Regions from separate parts of the Zea mays genome. Here region 2 is linked to region 1. Evidence: chromatin contacts called from public Hi-C data. All regions are on one chromosome and are shown on one strand. Each heading gives the region's core, a stretch centred on a gene start, on an enhancer-like site or on the middle of the called end of the contact. The rest is flanking DNA. Distances are from core to core; before and after follow the strand shown.

Evidence for each region. A called contact is a pair of places that touch in the nucleus more often than the background predicts.
Region 2: a contact with region 1 is called in a Hi-C map of ear, with 2.6 times the contacts expected there. The contact joins the promoter of LOC732761 here to the promoter of LOC103654076 in region 1. A contact is called at or near these places in 9 of 25 Hi-C or Micro-C datasets (bundle sheath, ear, endosperm and 4 more).

Annotation. Positions count from the first base shown.
Region 1 is chr4:172,276,452-172,282,148 of Zm-B73-REFERENCE-NAM-5.0, reverse strand. LOC103654076 (E3 ubiquitin protein ligase RIE1) reads left to right here and starts at 3,523. Exons shown (of 5, transcript XM_008680878.3): 1 at 3,523-4,203; 2 at 4,361-4,480; 3 at 4,786-4,918; 4 at 5,019-5,177; 5 at 5,483-5,697. The coding sequence starts at 3,683. The coding sequence ends at 5,644. LOC100501623 reads left to right here. Exons shown (of 16, transcript NM_001323059.1): 10 at 62-133; 11 at 440-559; 12 at 830-901; 13 at 1,631-1,771; 14 at 1,928-2,012; 15 at 2,093-2,528; 16 at 2,748-3,308. The coding sequence ends at 3,012.
Region 2 is chr4:172,454,731-172,460,427 of Zm-B73-REFERENCE-NAM-5.0, reverse strand. It overlaps LOC732761 (histidine kinase), which reads right to left and starts at 2,401. Exons shown (of 11, transcript NM_001112387.1): 1 at 2,114-2,401; 2 at 1,064-1,297; 3 at 799-968; 4 at 176-394; 5 at 1-102. The coding sequence starts at 2,392.

The DNA.
Region 1 (5,697 bases), core at 2,274-4,773:
ACTGTATGTGATTGTCCTATTCATATTATTTATTTGCCAGGGATAATTTTGAGTTTCACAGGGATTGATTGCTTTGCTCACTGCTGTTGATGCTCTTTCTCACATTCATGGTCTAAGCAAGCTTAAGAAACAGGTATGATATGACTACTGAAATTTTGTTTGTTAGTCGCTTCCATAATATTATGCTGGATATTCTTTTCTATCTTACTTAGAGCAGGTATGCAGCAGATCATATCCACCATTTTATCTTTACCTCTTTTATACTTGTTGTAAGGTTCAAGCTACTGGTATCTTTGTTAATGTTCTCATTATCTTATACCCTAGCTTACACATGGAGTGGTACATTTAATATGGTTCTTCATATCACTCTCACTGAATTTACGTGTGATTGGTTTCTGAAGAAACATCTTCCTGACATTTTCCCTTAATTCTTATACAGCTTGTGTTCGCTGTTTTTAATGGTGAGGCCTGGGGTTATCTTGGTAGTCGGAAATTCTTACAGGAATTAGATGAAGGCGCTGCTTCTGTGAATGGAATTAGTAGCTTAAAGATTGACCAGGTGAGTGCCAGAAAAATTAATACAGGCAGAGACAGCCTCAGACTACAGTTAATCATTTTTTATTTTTCAAACATATATAAATCCTTTTTTTCGTCACTTTTTTGGGTATTGTGTCATGATATTTGCTTTCTGCAGAGTTTGTCTGCCAATTCTAATGAATTCTCTTTTCGAAATTTTACTGACAGCTTTGAATCACAAGCGATATACATATCTGTTTGAATACCATTCCCATCCTCACTTGTTATTTGAGTTCTCTTTGGACATATTTAGGTACTGGAGATTGGTTCTGTTGGCAAGGCTATACTTGAGGAATATCCATCATTTTATGTGCATGCTGAAGGGGTAAGGATTTTTGGAAGTGCACTGTAACTGTAAGAGCTGAAATGGCTGGTTGCCACATGGTGCAGTTAGAATGTTGCATTCAATTTTTTTGGTGGTGTAGTGGTGCTATGTCAAAACAACTGTACCATTTTCTTTTAGTGTGATATTTGAGCTGGCCAATTTTGACCATGGAGATTTTATTCGTTCTAAATTGTACATAGTTTTGGCTTTTTTCTAGATACATTTTTTTACTATCTATATAAGACAGTGTATATCTTGATGCATATCAAAACCTATGCACCTAGAAAAGCCAAAACAACTTGCAATTTGGAATGGAAGTAGTTAGTATTCATATTGCACAGTTTGCCGATATAAACTTAGTATTGTTCTGGTAGGTAGTCCACATTTTAAAGAATTCACTAATCACTAACTGAATAAGCATTTATTGAACTGCACTATACAATTAGTTTTGGTTGCACTCCCTTTGAATGATTGCTTGATTGATTGTGAAGAAAAGAACCTTTTCCCCTCAAATCTCTATAGAAACATGTTTCAGTGTATCATGTTACGAAGATATGGACATTAAAGAGATCTACCAGAGTAATTGTGGTCCTTTCTTCAGTGAAAGCATAAAGCACACTGGTGTCCAAATAACGGTCATGCATGTATCTGTGATTTAAATTGCAATAAAAATGGTGCTAATAGTAGATGTCATTCTTCCCTTATTATATTTGTCTTATGCTTGTACAGAATCCATCAGCTTCAAAGGAAATATTAGATGCACTGCAAAGTGCCAGCAAGTCTCTTGGTTCTGATAATGTTAAAGTAAAACAAGCAGCTTCATCAAATCCTGGTGTTCCACCATCTTCATTAATGTCATTCATAAGGAAGGTAAAACCACTTATGCTTACTAAATATATATGATTCATAGTTGCTTCCTTCACCTGGGGAACTTTCTTCTCACTTGTACATCCATAACATTATTTTTCCCACTATGTTTTATTTGAGGACTTCTGCTCATGATGTGCTGTCAACTAATGAATGTAGAACATGTCAACTTCTGGAGTTGTGTTGGAGGATTTTGATTCCCACTTCTCCAATAGATTTTATCATAGCTATCTGGATAACTCTGGTAAGATAATGCATAAATCTGATAGCATTGCTCTTGAAAATCCTTTTGTTAGCATGTGACATATCCTTTTTTTTCTGCAGTAAACATCAATTCCTCGTCAATAGCTGCAGCCGCCGCTTTGGTTGCGAGGTCGATGTATATTCTTGCTAGTGATGACTCAGTTGTTGACCTTATAACACTAAACACTATAAAAGTGAACGTTTCATTGGTCGAAGAACTTATTGGATGCCTGCTTACTTGCAATCCTGGTCTTTCGTGCGGCCTTGTGAAAAGATTCATTTCTCCAAGCAATCCCTGCCCAAGTCATTATGTTGGTGTTTTTCTGGATGACCCATCTGGCACGCAGCTTCCTTCATATGCAGATGACACGTCTCGGTTTGTATGGAACTTTTTGGCAGACAGAACTAATTCAGCAGGCAATAAAAGCTCATGTACTGGAAAGTGTGGTGATGAAGGTGAAGTATGTGTAGGGGCAGAGGTGGAGGGTGGAGGTAGATGTGTTGTATCTACAACCAGGTAACCTGTGTTTACTAGTTATGCTTCTGCAGCTATTTTTTTTGTTGCTTTTCTTATATTCAGTTGCTGCTGAAGAAACAATTGATTGAATCCAGAAGAAACTCTAGTTTTAGTACCTTTTTATGTCAGTTAGCGAACTTGTTGTTAATTCACTTATAATCCTTGTGTTCTTTTCTCCCCTTGGAGACCTACTGATTATTGCAGCACATCACTTCCCAGGTATGTTCCTGCTTATTCAACTCGGGTGAAGTTTGAGGACAATGCATGGCACGTTCTTCCAGCGAACTCGTCAGATCCAATGGGTGCTGCAGATCCCGTGTGGACTGAAAGCTTCTGGAACACTATTGGCCTCAGGGTCTACGCCGTGCAAGATCCAGCTTACGATTGGCTTATTCTTCTTGCCGGGCTCGGAATCACTGCTGCATCTTATTGCGCTGTACACTTTGGCAGAGCATACATTTCAAAGGTGGCGAAGCTTGACTGAAGCGTCAGTGAGCTGCCCCACTGATAATGGGTATCTAGAGCTGGAAATAGAACTAATTAGGCTGGCAATTCGTAGAACATTAGCAGCGCATGAGACAGGGTGATTAAGCTGCGAGAAAGCCGCAATAAATTATGAGAACCAAGCACACCCGAAGCAAGTCCTCCATCATTATGCGGACGTCCAGGTCGATGTAATATTAATGAAATTGTGACCGTGTTACGTTTTGTGTTGAACTGGTACTGGTAGGTAGGTTATGACACGCCTCTAGCTCTAGTTGGTGGATGTTTCCGGTAACGTGTTTTTCTGTTTGTGGATCCTGCCTACTCAGTTTTGGTTGCGTATAAGCCTGCCCCTCATGAATCCTATGAGTTTGTGAACACCAACTATTATACTGGTGACTTGCATTCGCATGATGATTGGATCTTGTATCGTGTTTGGTTTCGCCGCTCCAGTTGCCACTGTTTGGGCTTTCCAGCTACAGCCCGAACTGCATCCGGACCAGCCCATACGATTGCTACTCTCATCCGTTCGGCTGATTGAACCCGGCCCAAAACAAGCAAAGCCTGGAATTGGTATTGGTAGAGAAGCGAAACTCGTGCGGACTGCGGAGAGTGGAGCTGGCAGCTGAAGAGAGGGAGAGAGTGACCGAGTGTCCGGTGTGGTGACCCAAATGGAGACGGCCACCACGTCGCCGGAGCACCCGCTGCTCCGCCGCTCATCACCGTCGTCCAATACCAACGCCGACGCTGATTCTGTCAACCTGTCTTCGCCTCCTCCCTCCGCGGCGAGGCCAAGCCGTCTCGCGGCACTCATCGGGCGCGTGGGGTGGCCGCGCGGGCCCTCGATGATGGTGCACGAGGCGACGACGCTGCAGCTGCATCGAAGGCGCGCGGACTGGGCGCACTCCCGCCCCGTCGTCACGCTCGACATCGCCTGGAACGTCGCCTGCGCCGCCGCTGCGGCCTTGGTGCTCGCGTCCTCCGCCAAGGACAGCCCCGTGAAGCCACTCCGCCTGTGGCTCGTCGGGTACGCCGCCCAGTGCCTGGTGCACGTCGGGATCGTCTTTACCCGTCTCGAGACGCGGGCGCGGCACGCCTGGGGCCCGGCCTCAGACGTTGAATCTGCCGGCGCAGGGACGGACAGCTCGGGAACCGACAGCGAAGATGACGAAACGGCGGAAGGGAGGAGCAGGTGGGGCATGATCTAAACCTCAGCCTCTTATGTTCTGTGATGACTTGGGATTAGGAGTACGGTTTATGGTTTTATGCAATGGACTCGAAATCATGCTTTATTATGTGTGGTGTGATGACTTTTTAACTGGTCTTCATTATTTGGCTTACTCCTGCAGCCATGCAAGTCGTTGTGAGACGATAAACAGGTTGATATCATTTCTGTGGTGGATCATTGGATTCTACTGGCTAGTATCAGGTGGGGAGGTGCTGGAGTATGGCGCGCCAAGGCTTTATTGGTACGTTACCTTCATTTTGCCTGCATCTTGATTCTCCAATGACAACATGCAATTAGCTTGGGTGATTCTACCTAGGTTCGAATGAAAATGTCATACTGGATTTTAATTACTATATGCAAAGTGCAATATACATCTTATGGAAGATCTCAAAAACCGTTCAATATGTATCTAAGCTACTTTGTTTCCATTCAAGTACTCCAATCAATACATGCATCTATATTTTCCCATAATTAAGATGTGAGCTATCCTACTTGTCACCCTAGGTTCCTAACTACCTGCTTTGGGCTTTGCTATTCATTATGCAGGTTAACCATTGTGTTTCTGGCCTTTGATGTGTTTTTCGCTGTGTTTTGTGTTGCTATGTCCTGTTTCATTGGGATTGCACTGTGTTGCTGCTTGCCTTGTGTCGTTGCTATTCTGTATGCTCTGGCTGGCAAGGTAAGATAAATGAACTCCGATCTCAAGAAAAGTAGATGTATCTGTACTCTTTCCATATGTTATCACAGAATTCTTAATTCCTTTCATGTTAAATATGTAGGTGGGTGCATCAGATGGAGATATTAGTGTCCTTCCGAGATATAGATATTATGATCCAAGTGAGGACAGTGAGGAGGAAACCGATGAAGGTCTGATGATCCCTATCCTTAATAACAGTGGAATGTCAACGAGTGAGCGTATTCTGCTTCGTGAGGATGCTGTAAGAACTTATGTTCCGTATCCGTATTCTTTCAATGTCATGATCTTTTTATGCCTGTTAAGGCACATTCCCTTTTTCCCAAAAAAGGAGCATAATGTTTATGTTGCCATTTTGTAAGGCATCAGTGCGCCGTGGATTTTGTTTCCCCTTTGTCCATACTGGCATGCCAGTACAAAATTTTCAACAATATGTTTTTTGGTTACTTCAGTTGGCAAACAGATTGAACAATGCTTCTGTGCCAATATGAGTGTCTTTGTTTCCGACGTCTCTCTTGTGTTTTGCTGACAGATTCTTTGTTCCTTCAGGAATGTTGTGTCTGTCTCTCATCATACGAAGATGGAGCTGAGTTATCTGCTCTCCCTTGCAGACATCACTTCCACTGGAGTTGTATTACCACATGGCTGCGCATGAACGCGACTTGTCCACTCTGCAAGTATAACATTCTCGAAATCAGTGACAGTGCATGACCAACTTATGCTGAAATAACTTTCGGACACAGCCTTCATTCAAGTGGCATTCT
Region 2 (5,697 bases), core at 1,152-3,651, 180 kb before region 1:
GAATATGCAGCGGCAATGCTATACCCCAGAAGCATCCATATGACAAATGTGCCCAAAGGATTGGTTATGGCAGACCACTGCATAGGAAGCTTTTGTCTATACCTGCAGGTTGACAACATTAGTGGAAAACAAAAGCAGCCAAGAAAATTAAGATTTACAGATAAGGACTACCAACCTGCACCTCATTTCATGCCTCCTAAACGGATCTCCAAAATCCAACATGCTAACATGCAAGAAAGGCACGCGCTCATCCGAACTAGAAGGTCCATACAAAACCATAGCCTCTGAAGCATTTGTGACATCATAGACATTCACCACAATATCCTGATTGCCAGCAAGTTTGCTCAGCAAATTCTCCACAAGTGACTCCACATCAAACGCTCCACCAAGATATCTGGGAGCACACAGCAAATTATTCTCTTGAAAATTAGATAAGCATAGAGTATCATTTGATTAAATTGAGACAAGCTGCAATGATTATAACCTGCATGATCTATTACTAAATGTGCCTGCCATAACTGCCATAAGCACGCTATACCTTTTTTAAAAAAGAAACACATTGTTTCTATTATCACCTGTTACTAGACATGTTAAGGTCATCATAGTCAACCTAAATTCAGTATTGATCAGTGAACCACAAATGTGGCATGATACACGATGACAAGATATTACATGATCAAATAATAGTGCACAAAATTTTATTCATACCCACATGTTAAACATGAGTCTTAAAGGCGACAATGCTAGAATATTTGGTTAAAAATAAAACAACAAAGGATGTGAGTTAGAACATCTCACCCAATAGTTGCTTCCACACGTTGCTCAACTGATGCATCAGCGGGGAGATCAGGGCGGTACACAGCAAAAGTGAGAACTACTCCCAAGTGGTTTGATCCAAGCAACCGAAATGGGTTTGTTAACACAGCTTTGCCAGTAGTCCTGGCCCGCAAAATGTTTTCTCGGTCCTCCTGTATCGTAAATAAATAGATTGCTTTCACTAAAGAGACATCAAAGGGTCATAAACACCCCAATGAATACTAAGATCGATCAAATAGAACCATACCTCTCCAGACATCATGTCAATGCGTGCGAGGTAGGAAACAGTATCCTGAGAGAAAATCACTGGAGCATATTCAACCTGCGGGGGTGCAGGCTCCCGCTGCATTGTATTCATAATCCATCCCTGCTGGCTTTCAAACATTTCCCTCTCATGATGGAATACACGCTGTGCATATGCCACCCCATTGAGTAGCGGTCGCTCAAATGATGTCCTTGCCGTGTATTTTGCAAAAGTGTCCTGTGTCGGACATTAATTATTAAGCCAAAATAGAATACTGGACAATAATATGCTATAAATTGCAAGAATCAGAAGAAGACATCTTGTTGATTTACCAAAAGTAATGATGCAACGAATAAGATTGGTCATTGTATGCAAAAACGAGCACGTCTTCAAATAACATGGGCCCATGACACTGCACGCCTAAACTATAGGTAAATCGACAAAAAAAAAGGGGGGGAAGAGAAACGAAGTGTAGATGCAGGAAAGGACGGCTTTGAGGATCAATAATCTAAGCAAAAGAAAAGAGAGGCAGAAAGCAGCTTCTAACATAATTTAATCTCTGCGACAGGGACCTTTCTCAGAATAAACAAGGAATCAAAAGGTTGGCAAAAGAGCACACCCCAATGGATGTCAAAGTAACCCCCAGATGGTTTTGCAGCGAACACACTAATCACTCTATGAACAAACAATGTGCCACCAACCCAACAGTTCAGTTCAGCTACGTCTCCAATAAGCCTAAAAAATCCCCGCCTAACCGCCGCAGGAATGGACATTTTTTTTCTTTCCACAAGACTATGAACAGCACCTGTCCCAGCCAACCACAGCAATCATGGCGTGCTAAACGACGGTAAGCGTCAACAAACAACAACGCATCTCTATATCTCTATTTCTCCCCTTTTTTTTCTGTTTGCTCCTTTAAAGAAAAGAGACAACCCACAGAACAATGTGTAGGATCTCGGGGTCCGCTATTGCTAAACCAACTGCCAATTGATACCGTGGCATAGCAATCTACAAGAGCAATGGCGGAGAAGAGGGGGGCGAATGGTGACGAACCTGGTCGATAGCGGAAGGGGACTTATCGTAGTTGAAGGTGGCGATGAGAATGGCGATCGCGTGGACGTGGTTGACGGTGACCCCGAACTGCTCCTGCAGCATCCTGGCCCTCTCCTCGCACATGCTGACGAGGCGCTCCTCGGCGCGGTCCATGCTCTCCCGGCGCATGGTCCAGTGCATCACCGCGGAGCAAGCCACCGCGACTAGCACCCACGCGGCCGCTGCCAGCCCCCTCCATCTCCTCTTCGTCATCGCCGCGCAGTACTTGTTGCCCCCCATCCCCGCCTCTGCGCCCACAAATCTATTGCCGCTCCTCCTCCTCCTTCCCCCGCCCAATGCCCACCATATGCTCGCCGACACGCGCCGCGCTAGCCGCCCACCCGAACTTGAAGGCGCTGGGATCCCTATCGCCAGCAGCAGCAGCAAGAGGCGCGGGAGAGTGAGAGACTGGAAGCCTGGAGGTGGAGCGGGGAAGAGCGGGCTGCGGGCGGGACGAGGTCGTGGTGCGGAGCTTCTCAAAAGAGGTGAAGCTTTCACGAGTCCCCAGAGGCGACAACTGCCTTAAAATAATTACGCCTACGACTAGCTGCTCGCGGGCATTAACTAATCCGGCCACGGTACCCGAGCTCTCCGCGCAGCTTTCCCTTTTGTTGCCTCCCCACTCTTCGGCCGCAACAGGTCGATCCACTTCCACTCCGCTAGCGCCCAGCGGCGCCACGAGGCGAGCCGAGGCCGCCCGAGCCCGACGGGGAGGAACCCCGAACCCGCGCTTTTGGCAGCAGCCGATATTCGAGACAGGCGGGCGTCAATTAAAACGGTACTCCCGTAACAGTGAAGCGGTACCCGCTAATCTCAAGGCTAATCACCCGCGGCCTCTTGCAGCGGCGGCGTTGAGCGGCGAGCGTGGCCCCGGCCCGTGCCGGTGGCGGGGGCAAGAGCAGAACGGACGGAGGAGGAAGCGAGGGCGTTTTAAAGACACGTGCGTGCCGAGCTCAGAATTGCCGCATCTGCCCCCGCACCATGGCTGTTTCTTGTTTTTCTGTTGCTGTAGGCGATAGGCCGTCAGACCGGCAGGAGGCAGGTGCGGAACGGGACGGGACGTGCCAAGGAGGTAGTCCGGGAAATAGAGACGATGGCACGTACGAGTACGACGGCAGGGCCGGAAAAAAATTTGTTGTGGACCTATAGATAGGGTCTATTCTTTTTTTGTGAGGGCTGCAAACAGCCTGCTTTACCGCCGGGCTGCAGCAAATTTTTTTCCGCAGGGCCGATCTGGAGCAGCGGACGCCGCGCTGCTGTGTACTCCGTGGACCCGGACCATGGGCCCGCCTCTGCGCCCTGAGGTGCCAGCCCATACAGTTCATGTCAGCAGTAGCAGAGAAACCTCGGTCAAACTGGTGGAGCACGTCATCGTCACGCATTTTTTTATTATGGAAGCAAGAAAATGTTCTACTCCCTCCATCCTTATCGCTCGATTAAACTTTTCTAAGTTTTACTATATTTATATAATATATTAATAACATTTATATCTTCAAATAATTTTACTACAAAAATATATACAAATTTTGTAATATAAATATAAATATTTTCTTATATAAATATGGTTAAAATTAAAAATGATTGACTCCTCGAAATATAAGAACAGCTAACTTTTGTGGACGAAAAGAGTAATATTTTATAGTCTTCTTCATTTATCGACATCATTAGAAAAAAGAGCCACATCATTACGATAAAGCTAAATGACCCAAAACATTGCCGACATCCCAATTAAGAGTCTTTTTCTATGTATGGTTCCCTTGTTAGCATACCAATTTCTAATTAAATGATTAATACTAATAGGTCTCTCTATCTGTAGAGTAAAGTTAATGATTCTCCAAATATTTCTAGCAAAGTAATAATCAAAGAAAAGACGCTGAATATTCTCAATTTGATCACAAAAGTTGCATTTCATACTACATTTTCACCTGCGCTTAGTTAGGTTACCTTTAGTGAAAATAATGTTCTTTCCTAAGTACCACAAGAAAATTTAAATTTTAAGAGAGAGTTTTAGCTTCCAAAGCAACCTATTAAGATTTAAGGGGGTATCCATTAGAAGAAAGTCCATTGATCAAACCGAGAAAAGTCCATCTTTATGGCTCCCAAAGAAATTTGTCTCTAGTTTGGCCCAGAGGAAAAGTTCCCAATAAATTTGACAAATTATGCAACTCCACATGTTTTACACCAACAATAACTTGACGAAAGCATAATTTGGTTATATTTTCATTCATCACATCTTTAACTAAAACATTTTTCCTGCGCACAATATTATAGAGGTTTGGAAACCGGTCCTTGAGTGGTGTATTTAGGATCCATTTGTCGACACAGAACCTGGTTGCTCGACCGTCACCTACTCAAAACCTCCCCCGTCTCATAAATTCTTCCTTAATATTCATAAGACCATACCAGAAATATGTGTCCCCTTGCTTTCTCCCAACTCGAGAAAGCAATTTGGAACCAAGATATTTTTTTTAAAAAATAGATGTTATGTATCGTATTTATTCAGAAGCTTTAAGGGCCACTTACTGAGTAAGCAAGTATTCTTAATGGCTAAATTAGTTACCCCCAATCCTCCAATCTCTTTAGGTTGACAAATGAGCTTCCATTTTGTCAATCTATATTTCTTTTTAAAATGTCCACCATGCTAAAAAGAATCGGGAACGAATACCATCTAGTTTTTTAATATTGTCGAAAGCACCTCAAAAAAGACATCGTGAAAATAGAAAAGACTGTGTCGGAGAGTAAACTCCAATCGGGTGGCCGAAAGCACTCGAATCCTAAGAACATGGGGGCAGTGTAATACCCAATTTGTAAATAATGAGAAAAGAAAGTTGATCTCCTTATATGTTTGCCCTCTATTTATTAGAACATATGAACAACCATATTTAAAGTGAACTGAAAGTCGTCTAGAGGGGGGTGAATAGGCGAAACCTGAAATTTACAAACTTTAAACTTGCACTAGGGCCGAGGTTAGCGTTAGAATTAAATCGGAGTTAGAAAGATTGTTCTCCTTGCTTAGAGTTGCTCAATCAATGCGGATAACGTTTGAGAGCAAACTCAAATCAATATGAGCAAGAGAACTTTAGAGGGGAAAGAGGGGAAACAAATCAAATGGAAATCAACACAAGTGAACACGGTGATTTGTTTTACCGAGGTTCGGTTCCAAAGAACCTAGTCCCCATTGAGGAGGCCACAAAGGCCGGGTCTATTTCAACCATTTCCCTCTCTCAAACGGTCACTTAGACCGGATGAGTCTTCTCCTTAATCACTTGGGTCACTAAGACCCCGCAAGGATCACCACACACTTAGGTATCTCTTACTAGCTTTACAAAGCACTTAGAGAATAAGAATGGGGAAGGAGAAAGCAATCCAAGCAACAAGAGAACACAAATAATCCTCTCACAAGCCTCTAAGCACTAGAGTTGATTTTGGGAGCATGGAGTGGATTGAATGCTTTGAATGTGTCTTGGAGTGTTTGGCTTTGCTCTTGCCATGAATACGGAGTTTAGAAAACTTGGATGCCATTGAAGGAGGTGGTTGGGGGTATT